3 separate regions of the Sus scrofa genome follow, and all the other regions are linked to region 1. A link is a contact called in public Hi-C and promoter capture Hi-C data. All regions are on one chromosome and are shown on one strand. The core of a region is the stretch at or near the end of the contact, and the rest is flanking DNA. Distances in the headings are between cores, read along the strand shown. Region 1 holds the start of ZNF565 (zinc finger protein 565). Region 2 holds the start of LOC106510528 (zinc finger protein 461). Region 3 holds the start of ZNF529 (zinc finger protein 529).

The links. Promoter capture Hi-C pulls out the DNA fragments that hold promoters and counts their contacts. Hi-C and Micro-C count contacts between places; a contact is called where the count stands out from the background.
Region 2: a Hi-C map of skeletal muscle shows a contact between it and region 1, with 2.7 times the contacts expected there. The contact joins the promoter of LOC106510528 here to the promoter of ZNF565 in region 1. A contact is called at or near these places in 5 of 47 Hi-C or Micro-C datasets (heart right ventricle, liver and skeletal muscle).
Region 3: a contact with region 1 is called in a promoter capture Hi-C map of fetal liver, with 2.7 times the contacts expected there. The contact joins the promoter of ZNF529 here to the promoter of ZNF565 in region 1. A contact is called at or near these places in 1 of 5 promoter capture datasets (fetal liver) and 2 of 47 Hi-C or Micro-C datasets (heart right ventricle and liver).

Annotation. Positions count from the first base shown.
Region 1 is chr6:45,575,571-45,580,222 of Sscrofa11.1, reverse strand. It overlaps ZNF565 (zinc finger protein 565), which reads left to right and starts at 3,257. Exons shown (of 6, transcript XM_021097171.1): 1 at 3,257-3,367. It overlaps ZNF146 (zinc finger protein OZF), which reads right to left. Exons shown (of 7, transcript XR_002345320.1): 5 at 3,127-3,919.
Region 2 is chr6:45,740,544-45,745,157 of Sscrofa11.1, reverse strand. LOC106510528 (zinc finger protein 461) reads right to left here and starts at 1,314. Exons shown (of 4, transcript XM_021097140.1): 1 at 1,168-1,314. The coding sequence starts at 1,176.
Region 3 is chr6:45,809,061-45,813,581 of Sscrofa11.1, reverse strand. ZNF529 (zinc finger protein 529) reads right to left here and starts at 1,277. Exons shown (of 4, transcript XM_013998445.2): 1 at 1,139-1,277. LOC110261284 (a long non-coding RNA gene) reads left to right here and starts at 1,263. Exons shown (of 2, transcript XR_002345332.1): 1 at 1,263-1,403; 2 at 1,787-4,521.

The DNA.
Region 1 (4,652 bases), core at 2,008-4,507:
GATTTGATCCCTGGCCTGGTGCTGTAGGTTAAAGGATCCAGCACTGCTGCAGACCCAACAAAGATTACAGCTGTGGCTTGGATTCAATCCCTGGCCCAGGAACTTTCCATATGCCTCAGGTGCAGTCATTGAATTTAAAAAAAAAAAAAATTACTTTGATTTTTGAATATATAATAAATTCATATAGTTGGGAAGAAACATAAAAAAGTATTTGCATTCATCCTATCTATGCCTGTACCTCTATCCCAACAGAGGTAGCCAATTTTATTTGCTGTAGATCTTCTTATTTTTTTTTAATGGAAAGTAATACAAGCATATATTCTTACCTCTCCCCTTAATCCATATGAAGCATACCACGCATTCTGCGTTTTTCACTTTACATTTTTGGAGTTACTTCAGTGTTAGAATACAGAAAACAGGAGTTCCCGTCGTGGCGCAGTGGTTAACGAAGCCGACTAGGAACCATGAGGTTGCGGGTTCGGTCCCTGCCCTTGCTCAGTGGGTTAACGATCCGGCGTTGCCGTGAGCTGTGGTGAAGGTTGCAGACGTGGCTTGGATCCCGAGTTGCTGTGGCTCTGGCGTAGGCCGGTGGCTACAGCTCCGATTAGACCCCTAGCCTGGGAACCTCCATATGCCGCGGGAGCGGCCCAAGAAATAGCAACAACAACAACAACAAAAAAGACAAAAGACCAAAAAAAAAAAGAATACAGAAAACTTCTCCTCATTCTTTTTTAAAGCTGTAAGTTACTGTTGTTTACACATGCCATAATTTTATCACACTAATATCCTACTGATGAGCATAAATTGTCTCTCCCTATGTGAAACAGTGCTGCAATGAGCAACTTTGTACCTGTGTCACTTCATGTAAATTCGGGTATATTTGTAAAATTTCCATCTGTGAAATAACTAGGTCATTAAACACTGAGGAATGGCCCTTCATAAGCCTGTTTCCTTCTAATAACAATACTATTTTAATTTATGAGGACCTAAAATGTTATTGTTAGGCTCCCACCTCCCTATACCCTAAATGCTTTTCTTTTTCAGAGCTCTACCGGCTATTCTAGCTTGTCTATTTTTCCACATGAAGTGCACAATCAGCTTATTTAGGTCCAAGAGAAAAAAAACCAAAAACCTATGGATACTTTTACTGGGATAACATTAAATTAATAAATTAATTTGGGAGTTCCCACCATGGCTCAGTGATAACGAACCCAACTAGTATCCATGCGGACATTGGTTCGATCCCTGGCCTTGCTCAGTGGGTTAAGGATCCGGCGTTGCTGTTGCTGTGACTCTGGCATAGGCCAGCAACTGCAGCTCTGATTCGACTGCCCCTAGTATGGGAACTTTCATACGCCACATGTACTGACGTAAAAAGCATAAAAACCCCAAACCCTTGAATTTATCCACCTTTTTTTTTTTTTTTTTTTTTTTTTTGGTCCTTTTACGGCCACAGGTGTGGCATATGGAAGTTTCCAGGTTAGGGGTCGAAACGGAGCTGCAGCCCATGGCCTACGCTAGAGCCACAGCAACGCCAAATCCAAGCCAAGTCTGTGACCTACAATGCAGCTCAAGGCAACACCAGATCCTTAACCCACTGAGCAAGGCCAGGGATTGAACCCAAGTCCTCAAGCATACTAGTCTAGTGCATTACTGCTAAGCCACGATGGGAAATCTTGCACACACTTCTTTATGAGAAATTCCCACTGAAAAACATTGTATATTTATTTGTTCACATCTTATGTTACCCCCGAAAGCAGTATTCTAAAGTTCTTTTCCAATAGTTTTAAACGTTTCTTAAATTTACTCCTCGATTTTTAAAAGACAGTTCGTGTAAACAGTGGTCTTCTACTATACCTTCTACCTGACTGTTGTTTATTTGAAGGCTACTGATCTACAGACACTGATTTGGTAACCAATTATTTAACTCTCTTATTATTTAAAACCTTGAAGGACAACTGTGGGTTATCCTTAATAATAGTATCTCCCTTTCTTCACAAAACCCATACAACCTGAGAACACTTCCACGCATTTAGGAGTTAGTACACCTAACTAGTTCGGATTCATGGATAAACACTGCAGCAAGTTTGTTTGTTTTTTTTTTTCCCCAAAGAACGAGGATAACTGTGTTTATCCTAGAACCCCAGACCCTTGACTTCCTAGTACTCTGCTTTCTGCGATATGTTGACACTACTTCTCAAAAGGTAACGCTGATATCTACTCTACCTAGGCTTAACAGCAGCCCTATTAAAGTTCCTCAAAGATCAGAATATTTGAGACCGTTTGAAACAGGGTCCCCATAACAAAAAGTTCCTTTGAAATATTTCTGCTTGTTTAAAAAAAAAAGCAATAAGTCACGATGATTTGCATTGTACCTAATTAATAAGAAATGTATTTTATAGAAAAGCATATTTTAAAATTAATTACCACTTGGTGCTTAACCCCCTTCCAATCTGCAAGTAAATTAGGTATTCCAGGAAGATGGCACCGTTATTATCAGCACTTTCGACAAGAGAAGTGCCGCTCGGACGTTATCTCAATGCCGGTCTCCCTCTTAGACGCAAGCCATACATACCCTGAGCCCAGTTTCTTCCTCAATGTTCTCAAACATTTAGTCTAACTTGCGGTCAAACTCAGGGTCACGCACACTCGAACCCTCCTCAGAGGCCCCCACCCCCACCCCACACGTAGACTAGAAGCTCTAAAACCCACTCCCCTTCCTCGCGCCGCACCCCAATAGATCTGGAATCCTTCCCCTCAACCTCCCCGACCCTATCGGCCCAAGACGTCCACATCCCACCTCCTATTTTCGCGCCACGTGGACCCAGGGGCCGGACTGACCCGCGGACAAAGACCAAAATGTCCACTCGGTATGCTGCGCCTGCGCACTCAGAGGGCGAGTGAGCACTCCCAGAAACCCCCGCGACGCAGCCCGCACGGTCACCGCGGCCAAGCCCAAGCTGGTGTCTGGTTACCTTCTATCAAAGCAATGCCGCTTTTCCGGCCTTGAACTACATTTCCCTTAATGCTTTGCGGGTCGACACCCAGTATCTCCTTCTGCCTTTCCTATACGAATGTTGCGGCCACGTCCTTTGATTATGAGGCTCTCAGGTCAAGTAGTCCTACCTTGGGGGGATATCAGCTCAAGCCTGGTGGACGTTTGGAGCTGGAACCCTCCTCTTTGAAGCAGTGTCATATAGGCCGAGCTCTGACTTTCTGGTTTGAGGACGCCATCATGTCTCTGGCTGGTCTGGTCCTGGACTACGTTTCCCAGAGTCCACAGCGGCCCAGCGTTACGTGTCTCTTGACGTCGTGGCGAGATCGTTTGCTCCGCCGGGACCCGGACGCGACCAAGGGGAGGCAGAAGGTGAGGGGTCTGGGAGTCTGGGGCGGGGACGGGGCGTGTCCAGAGCCTTGGGTTTGTGCGCGCTGGCGGGAACGGGCTGAGGATGCGCTATTTTGAATGTGTCTTTGTGTGTCATGGTGGTGAGTAGATTGTGTAACTGCGTTAGTGGTGTGATTGTGCCTGTGTATACGGGTGTGGAGGTGTCTATGATTGTGTAGTTGTGTCCTGTGTGTGTTAAGAGTGGATGTGTGGTTGTGTCCGTGTGACACTATTTTGTGCAGCACCAATTTTGTGGGTGTGAGGTCCCTGTGACTCTAGTGCTCTGACAAATTATAGCCCTGAACAGCGAGCATCTGTAACACCGAGATTGGGCATCTTCTGTGCCCTCCCTCCTCCTGTGTAGGACGGGTGGGCGATGACCCATTAAAACTGCCCTGGCTCCTCATGATTGCTTTTTCTTGACTCTTCTCTAAGACATACATTGAAAGGAGAAGGAAAGAACTATTGTTGAACATCCAGAAGCCAAGCTGTCCGTGCATCAAGTTTTCTTCTTCCCCTGAAACCCTTCTTTCTCTACGTGTGTTAAAAAAGCAAAACAAAAAATTCAGCCAAATAAACGTGAAAATTAATTGTCCTTATTTAACAGTTCATGAATCGGGCAGGATCCTATCTAGCAAACGGAGAGATACTCCAAGGAGATGTACAAAATCGAAAGTTTTCATAGGCAGTAGGAAAGTGGGGCAAGGAAGTTACTAGCAAAAGAAAAGAAAGCATTGTTTTAGGCCCGGTCACCTTTTAGGGGAGGGGAACGGCTAGGGTTTTATCATGCAAATTATCTCTCTGGTGCTAACCAGGAAATTCCAGATTGATTGTTTAAAGATTTAACACATTCTTGAGAAAGCCTGAAACTAGAAATAAGTCTTGGTTTGTTATTGTGGGGACAAATGACACCATTTGGGGCTTGTTATTTCCTTTCAACACGTGCTTTTCTTTCCTCCTTCTGAAACTTCTTACTTAACACAGATAAGACACCACCACCCTGCCCCGGGAGAAACTAGTGTCTGGTATTTGCCTTTGAGTAAATTTCTGAGTGCCATGAAGGTGAACTGAAGGACCCACACCCTCTTTGCTCCCTGCACACCTAATGTTCATCTACAATTTTTTAAACATTTGAATTGGCTTTAGATTTAAAACTGCTACAAAAAAAGATTTCTCCAAATACTCTTAACCCAGTTTCTCTATAGGTTACCATTTTACATAATCACAGTACATGGTCAAAATTAGATTAACACTCATATATTATTAA
Region 2 (4,614 bases), core at 65-2,564, 170 kb before region 1:
TGAGGTGGGGTTTTTTTGGTCTTTGTGCCATTTCTTGGGCCGTTCCCACGGTATATGGGAGGTTCCCAGGCTAGGGGTCTAATCGGAGCTGTAGCTGCCAGCCTACACCAGAGCCACAGCAACGCGGGATCCGAGCCACGTCTGCGACCTACACCACAGCTCATGGCACCGCTGGATGGTTAACCCACTGAGCAAGGGCAGGGATCGAACCCGAAACCTCATGGTTCCTAGTTGGATTCGTTAACCACTGCGCCACGACGGGAACTCCCCATTCGAGGTGTTTCTAAGGGGAATGGCAGAAATAGTGAGGCAGAGAAAAATTATGAGATAACAGGCTTTTCCTGCAGCTCAAACTTTGTGTGACTTTTGAGTGTGATATGCAGTAGCCAGAGCCGTGGAGACTACATTTCTATGATTGTGTGAGCTATGTTTCTATGTTCTAGGTCATAAGTTTCTGCTCTATGTTATGTTCTCTATTTCTATGATTCTTGTGTGAGCTCTTCAGATCCTGTGAGAGCTCTTCAGTTGAGGAAGTAGACTAAGTTGGCAAGGGTAGTGCTTGTTTGTTTTTTGGCTGCGCCTGTGACATGTGCAAGTTCCTAGGCCAGGGATCGAACCCGGGTCACAGGAGTGACCCAAGCCACTGCAAGGTGATAGTGCAGTTGGATCCTTAACCTGATGAGCCATAAGAGAACTCCAAGAGTAGTTTTTTTGTTTTCATTACTTGCTGTTGCTATAATATATGTCGCTTTGCCTGAAGTTTTGTGATAATAAACATGGGGTAGCTTATGTGATTTTGGTTTTATGACGCGTGTATGAATCCACAGGTGACTACTGGAATGTCTCCCTAACTACTTCGTTGCGTGGTTGTAAGGGTTTGTGTAAATGTGCTTTTCTTTTATATAAATAAATGGGGCTTACACAAAGAGCCAATTGCAATCATGGTCACAAACACAAACGTCATTTACACATATGCCCATGCACACAATTACACTGTCACAAAAGCATGACTCCAGGAGCTGTCACAACAGCCAAATACACTTAGTCCGGAGACTAATTTCCGTCACACACCCACATCCTAATCCCTCCCTCCGGTTGCTCCTGCACTTAGAAACCTAACACTCCAGACACTCCTCTTGCCAGTCCTGGGGCGACAGGATTCGTTACCTTCAGCATCCTCAGGAGGAGCTCTGGTCCAAGCTCTGACTCGAATTCCAGGACCCACGCAGAGCCCTGCCTACTGAACCCGTCCTGGGAAGCCCTCAACCGCCTCTGCCGCTGACCATTCACCCGACGTTCCTACCGGAAGTAGCTCTGGCGCGCTGTGGGCTCTGGGAAACGTAGTCCGCGAGCAAGGAGCCTGGGAGGCTAGCGAAGTAGGTAGATCTTCCGCCAGACTTCCTGCCGCACCTGCGCGCTTTCAATGAGGCTATGAGAGATGCCACCACCGCCCAACTGAGGGGCGCAAACTCGGATCTGATGCAGAGAGCTTCAGCCTCTGCTGTGCGGTTGCTATGCTGGATGTGTTTTCTGTCCACGTATCCGAAAGCGCGTCAGATCGAGAGGGAGAGGATTATGTGACAGCGAGTGGAGGGTGTCAAGCGTGAGAAAACTCGTATGTGAAAGCGGATGTGGTGCATACTTGTATAGGTTTAGGCGGTGAGCTTGGCCACGCGCAGTGTTTGTGTGGTGGCATAATGTGATGTGATTTAGGTATGCGCTTGAGACAGTGATTGGTTACTCATGATTGCGGGTGGCGCGGTTACACAGGCAATGACCTTGTAACATTCAGTGTGCCAGGTCTACCTGTGACTACTGGGAGGATTTGGCTGTGGCGAGTGTCCGCGGGTGAATTTCACTAGAGAAGGGAGGAAGCTTGTCTCTTAGGACTAGGAGGCACCGAATGGATGAATCACAGATTCCTGGTGAAGGGTGAACTGGTTCTGAGCCTTATCTTGGCGGTGGAGGGGAGGGGGGGGTTGTGAGGTGATACTGTGTGTCTAAGTGTGCATGAGAGACTGGAATTAACTGAGAGGGGTGGAAACTAGTACAGATTAACTGCCAGAAGGGACAAATCTATGGTAAAGATTTTTAACCTTGCTGAGAGGCCAGAAACCCTATCTCTTGTGTGAGGAAATGTATCTGTGAGAACATGGGATTGTGTTTCTTTGTCGATTCTTGATCATATGTGTGAGATGGTGTGCACTTGAGACTATCACTGGGAGAGAGTGTTGAGTGAAACGTACGAAGTTTGTGAAAGTGGTTTGTGACTAGAGCCAAATCTCTGGATGAATTTTATGACAGTGAAAATATATGTTCAGTGAGTGAGTATAATGCTGTGATTTGAGTTTGATATTTTAACTGAGTATGATTGGGTAGGAGATCACATGAGAGATTTGGTAGATACATTTTTGTGTGTGTTAGAAGGCAACTTATGTAAGTTAAAATCTTGATAGAGATAGTGTATATGGTTGTGATTTTATATTAGTAACTACATGAGAGACTGCAGTATTACAAGTGTGTGAGATTGAGTTTACTACCTATAAAAAGACAATGATGGGAATTCCCATAGTGGCTCAGTGGTTAATGAATCCGACTAGGAACCATGAGGTTGAGGGTTCTATCCCTGACCTCGGTTGGTGGTTTAAGGATCCGGTGTTGCTGTGGCTCAGATCTCGTGTTGCTGTGGCTCTGGCGTAGGCCAGTGGCTACAGCTCTGATTAGACCCCTGGCCTGGATCCTCCATATGCCGCGGGTTTGGCCCTCAAAAAACGAAAGACAAAAAAATAAATAAAAAGCAAAATGACCATGACTTTTTTTTTTTAATTTCTGTCATGTGGTAACTGGAAGAATGGTTGATGTTCTTTGGTAGACGTGAAAGATGGTAAGTCTGCTAAACTCTTTAACTTGACCTGTATAAATGGAAGAGTTCTAGGGCAAGAGAACAAAAGTCTAGCTTGAATGATAAGAGTCACAGCCCCTCATTTCTCAGACTTAACCCTCTATACAGACTTAGAACCTCTGCAATGAGTGGCCCTGCTACATTACCAAAAATTTACATTGTTAAATTTTCCCCTAAGCTTTCCCAAAGGAACCTACAGCCTTTACCCGGATAACTATGTCAAGGAAAAGGAAGTGATCAGAACTTTCAGGGAATACTGAACACTGGTTCTGGACACTAATTTTAGGAGACCCAAAACATCACTGTGGTTCACTAGTCAGGGTGGACCAGGGCCTGTAGCAGTCAGGTGATCGATGAAGTTTTAGCTCAAGTCCATCTAAAGTAGACCCTAAACCCATCCTGTGGTTTTTTCCCCCCCCAAGTCCTGGAATGGATAATTGGGATAGACATACTCAGCAGCTGTTAAGAATTCTCACATGGGTTCTCTGTCCTGTTGAGTGAGGGCTATGATGGTGGGAAAGGACAAGTGGAAGCTACTAGAACGGCCTCTACCTAGAAAAACAGTAAACCAAAAGAAACACTGCATTTCAGAAATCAGTGCCATCATTAAGGGCTTGAAAGATGCAAAGGAGGTGATTCCCACCACATCCATATTCAACTTGCCTATTTGGCCTGCGCAGAAGACAGATGGACACTGGAGAATGATAATGGATCATCATAACCTTAACCAGGTGGTGACGCCAATTGCAGCTGCTGCACCGAATGTAGTTTCATCCATTGAGCAAATTAGCACATTCCTGGTACCTGGATGTAACTATTGATCTGGCAATTTTTTTCTTCCCTCGTATTAATGAAGACAACCAGAGGCAGTTTGCTTTCAGCTGTCAAGGCCAGCAATACATCTTTGATGTCCCACTTCAGGGCTCTATCAACATTCCAGCCTTATGTCATAATTTAGTTCACAAAGATCTTAATTACCTTTCCCTCCACAAAATGTCATGCCGATAAATTTCACTGATGACAATATGCTGATTGGGCCTAGTGAGCAAGAAGTGGCAACTACTCTAGATTTATTGGTAAGACATTTGTGTATCAGAGGGTGGAAAATAAATCCACCAAAAACTCAGGGACCTTCTACCTCAGTGAAATCTGTAGGGTTCCAGTGGGGTGGGCATGTCAGATACCCTAAGGTGAAAGATAAGTTGTTGCACCTGGCTCCTCCCACAACCAAAAAATGAAGTGCAGCAATGGATCCATTACCATGGAATTCCTGGTCTTACTATGTTCCCTTCCATCCCAAGGCACTGGCTTGATAGAACAATGGGATGATCTTTTGAAGACTCAACTACAATGCCAGCTAGGTGGCAGTTATCTTGCAGGGCTGAGGCAAAGTTCCCCAGAAGGCTATATATGCTCTGGATCAGTGTCTAATATCTGGTGCTGTTTCTCCCATGGCCAAGATTCACAAGACCAGTAATTAAAAAATGGGCATGACACTACTCACTATTACCTCTACTAACCCAAAAGTAAAATTTTTGTTCCTGTCCCCACAAGCTTTGCTCTGCTGCCCTTAGTTCCAAATGGAGGAATCCTTCCAACAGGAGACACAATGATTTCATTGACCTGTAAGTTAATACTGCTACTCAGCCAGTTTGAGCTCCTTAACCCTTTGAATCAACAGGCAAAAAAGGGAGGTACTGTGTTGGCTGGGG
Region 3 (4,521 bases), core at 28-2,527, 240 kb before region 1:
GCAATGCTCTTCACTTCAGGACTTGCGGAACTACAGGTACAAGAAGGGACTTGTGGGACTAAACTTGCTAAATAAGAAAACACTGTCCACCACCAGACATGGCCCATCACTCACCATAAAACAGAAGTAAGAGGGAAACTACAATACGGAGTTTTACCAGTATCAGAGAAAAAGGTAAACATCATCTATGCCCAGAGCTAGAATATATGTTCCCAGCAACATCTAGGGGCCACAGCTCAGGGAATGCTGTGGTTCTGGCCTCCATAATGCATTCAAGGGAGTTTAACCCAGGAAAAACTTCTGCACCTGTGCCCTCCCCCTCAGGTCTTCCCAGAAGCCTATCTTGAAGGCAAGTGCAAGCCTAAACTCTCATCTCATGATTGACCATGTACTTTTCTATTGAGAACTTTCATTATAGGAGGGATATTCGTGACTTTCTCTTTGACGATCATTTCTCTGCAGCTAGATCCAACTGGTTACATGGTGTGAGGACAGAAGAGAATCTAGGGAAACATTCCAAGAAATTATGGAACCTACAATTGGTACCCTGGATGGGTAACACTCCCTTTACCCTCTAAGTTAAGCACTACGCTGGGTACTGGGGGGCGCGGGGATATAGTTTACATATACATATAATTTTATGTATATGTATACATATACATTCTATATCCATAAAAGAAATTTTACCCACTCCTACAAGCTCACTGAAAAAAACAAAACTCCGAACTTAAGCTCACTGAAAGCAAAACAAAACTCCATTTCGTTCACACGTAATAGTCATACTTACAACAGAGCTGTCACAGGACCACGCGGTCGCGGTGTCACACACCCTCTCGGCCACGGTCCTGTAGACCGAGGTCACACAGTAGGCTCCGCCCCTGACAGCCCGCGAGCCCAGTCAGATACCAGCCATGCGAATCAGGGCCCCAAGACCCTCTGACTCGCTCTCGCTTTCTATCACACACGTACGAGTGCGAACTAACACTCTGCAATGACGCCGTCACAGACAATTGCCTCCGCGGCTCATGCACACAAGGCTTGAGGCTCCAGCTGCACACGCCCCATCCGCGCTTTGGGAGCTAAAGGCCTCCTCACCACCTGTCTCTCCCACAGCCGGACCTGGGTCACCTCAACTCACCAGGCATAGCCCTACAAGCGCCGCGACACCGGAAGGGGAGCCAAACGTCGAAGTTCATTTGGGGCTTTGGGGCCTGTGGGAAATGTAGTCCAACACCTAAAAGACATTTGAACCGAACGTGGATCCCACCAGCCGCAGAGACTCCTCCGCGCCCCGCGACCCCTGAGGGTTCTAGGGCGCGCTGATCGCTCGCCCTCGGCAGAGGGGTTGCAGCTGGTGTTCCTTCAGATGCCGAAGTGACGGGTGACTGCCCTTTGCGAGCGAGGTAAGGTCGTGTAAGGAACGAGACCGCAAGCCGAGGAAATAATCGCAAGCCCGGGTCGGGGAGGGCAGAAAAGGGAACCGGAAGCCCGCCCAGCGCGGGCCGAGGAAGCGGACGAAGAAGCCTGGCGCCGGGAAGGCCCGGTGACAGTCAGAAACGCCAGGCCGTGGAGGGAAGAGGGAGCCGGAAACCCGGCAGAGAAGGGCCTGAGAGGGAATCGGGACTCCCGGCGGAGGGAGGCCGGGCTAAGAAGGGCTGAAGCCGCGCGGAGGGAGTTCCAGCGGGAGAGAGCCCAGGAGAGGACTTCACTCGGGACTGTACGTGCGTGTGGGACCCTAGGTCCGTGGTCCTGAACCAGAGGGTTTTGTTGTTGTTGTTGTTTTCAGTTCTGCCCCTAGAGAAAGCCCCGACACCCTGCGAGGCACGTAGTACCGAGGAGCCGTGTTTGACTGCTCTGGTGTGTTCACCGCCAGGAAGTTCCCTGGAGTCCTTTTCCAGACTCACAACAGAGCCAGCCATGGTTCTGATACATGTCCTCGTAATTTAGTTTTGTCAGTTCTGCAATTCCATATGCCTCCTTTAGTTCATCCTCGTTCTGTAAGATCTATTAATGTTGTGTATTTCTTTCTTTTTATTTCTGGAAAGCATTCCATTGTGCAAATGTGCCACAATTTGATTTTTCATTTTCTTCTCTATGAACATTGAAATTTCCAGATTTTATATATTACGAATAACGCTGGCATGTTTCCATTTCTTCTGAGGAAATACCTAAGAGGAAAAAATTGTTGCTAATAGGTTAGGTTTATATTTAACTTTTTAAGAAGCTAACAAATTTGTAGAACGATTAGTTGTGATTTGTGTTTGAGATTGCATGACTATCAAGTGGTTTCCGAGTTTGACTTGGTATTGTTTTATAGAATTATGAGATGGGTTCAATGGAGTTAGGAATGTCACATAGGGCCCATTGAGTTGTGGTTTTGTGAAGTGGGTTAGATTATTGGACACGGAATGTGTCTATACCAAGTCTTATTTATCATGATTTTGTGTGTTCATTCCATGATGACTGTGAAAGTGGATCACTGCATAAGTGATACTGATGAATGACTGAGAAACTCTGTCGGTTTGATTCTGCTTGCAGAATTATGTCTGTTACTGATCAAGTAAAATAGCAGTATTAGATATATCCCAAGGAAATGAAAACAGGATGTTAAAGAGGTATCTGACTCCTGTCTCCACTGCAGCATTATTCCCAATAGCCCAGACATGGAAACAAGTGTTCACTGACAGATGAATGGATAAAGAAACACTAACAGGGGTTCTGGTTGTGTCTCAGTGGTAATGAACCCAACTAGGATCCATGAGGACGTGTTTGATCCCTGGCTCCGCTCAGTGGGTTAAGGATGCTGTGTTGTTGTGAGCTATGGTGTAGGTAGCAGACAAGGCTCGAATCTGGCTTGGCTGTGGCTGTGGTGTAGACTGGCAGTGACAGCTCCAATTTGACCCTTAGCTTGGGAACTTACATATGCCACAGGTTCGGCCCTAAAATAAAAGAAAAAGAAACACGAACACACTGGAGTATTATTTGGCCCTAAAGAAAGAAAGAAATCCTGCCATTTGTGACAAGATGGAAGGACACTGAGGTATTATGCTAAGTGGAATATATCAGACCGAGAAAGGCAAATAATATGTTCTCACTTGTATGAGGAATCTAAACACCACCCAAACTCTTTGAAATAGAGAGTAGAATAATAGTTGTTGCCAGGGGGTGGGAGAAATGGAGAGATGTTAGTCAAAGGTGACAGACTTTTAGGTATAAGATAAATAAGTCCTGGGGGGTGTCTAGTCTATAGCAGGAGTGACTAGTATTAATAATGCTGTTTTTTTATATACTTGGAATTTAAAAGATTAGATCTTAAATCTTATCCACAAGCAAAAAAGGCTAATTTTGCGAGGGGAGAGAGGTGTTAACTAACTTTATTATGGTGATCTTTTGGCTATATATATATATATATATCAAATAGTCACATAGTACACCTTAAAATTATATATGTTACTCAAAAAAGAAGACAGTAAGAGCTGAAATTACAATTTCTTTCTTTCTTTCTTTTCAATGGCCACACCAGTGGCACATGGAAGTTCCCAGGCCAGGGATTGATTCTGAGCCTCAGCTACGGCAATGCTGGATCCTTTAACCCACTGAGTTGGGTCAGGGATGGAACCTGCCCTTCGCACCAACCTGAGCTGCTGCAGTCAGGTTTTTAACCCACTGTTATCACAGCAGGAACTCCTAAAATTATAATTTCTGGATTACTGAATTGCATACTTGGAACACAATCTAAACTAATTCTAATATGTTGAAATAACTAGAGTTCAATAGGTAGTACACCAGAAAAATACTTTTTTACCTCTGTGTACTACTTTTAACAGATCTGAATGAGGTTTTCTGGAAATTATGGGTGATTTAATAACTTTTTCAGTTACTCTTAGCTAAGGAAAAGTATCTGAAATTCTTTGAATCACAAGGTCGGTCTCAGTAATTAAAAGTCATTTTCTTTCTTTCTTTCTTTCTTTCTTTGTCTTTTTAGGGCAGTACCCATGTCATGTGGAAGTTCCCAGGCTAAAGGTCCAATCAGAGCTGCAGCTGCCAGCCTACACCACAGCTCACAGCAATATAGGATCCTTAACCCACTTAGCAAGGTCAGGGATTTAACCCACATCGTCGCGGATACTAGTCGGGTTTGTTACCCCTGAGCCAACAGAGTTACAACAGAAACTACTAAAAGTCATTTTCTAATAAAAATATTTATTGTAAAAATAAATATTTAAATTTCATGTAAAGGAAAAATTTCTTCCATCTGACTGTAGCCTCTAGTGTGGAAAAGTCTCTTTTATTTCCCTAACCTGTATTATAGAATGGTTAATATTTAGCATGATAAATATTAATGTTTAATAATAACTGCTTACTATTAACTAGGCAGATTTAATCATGTCGTTATGGAAACCCTAAGGTATATGAGGTTTCACATCACATGGTTTCTTTTTTTTTTTTTAGGGCCACACCTGCAGCATATGAAAGTTCCCAGGCTAGGGGTCGAATCGGAGCTGCAGCTGCCAGCCTACA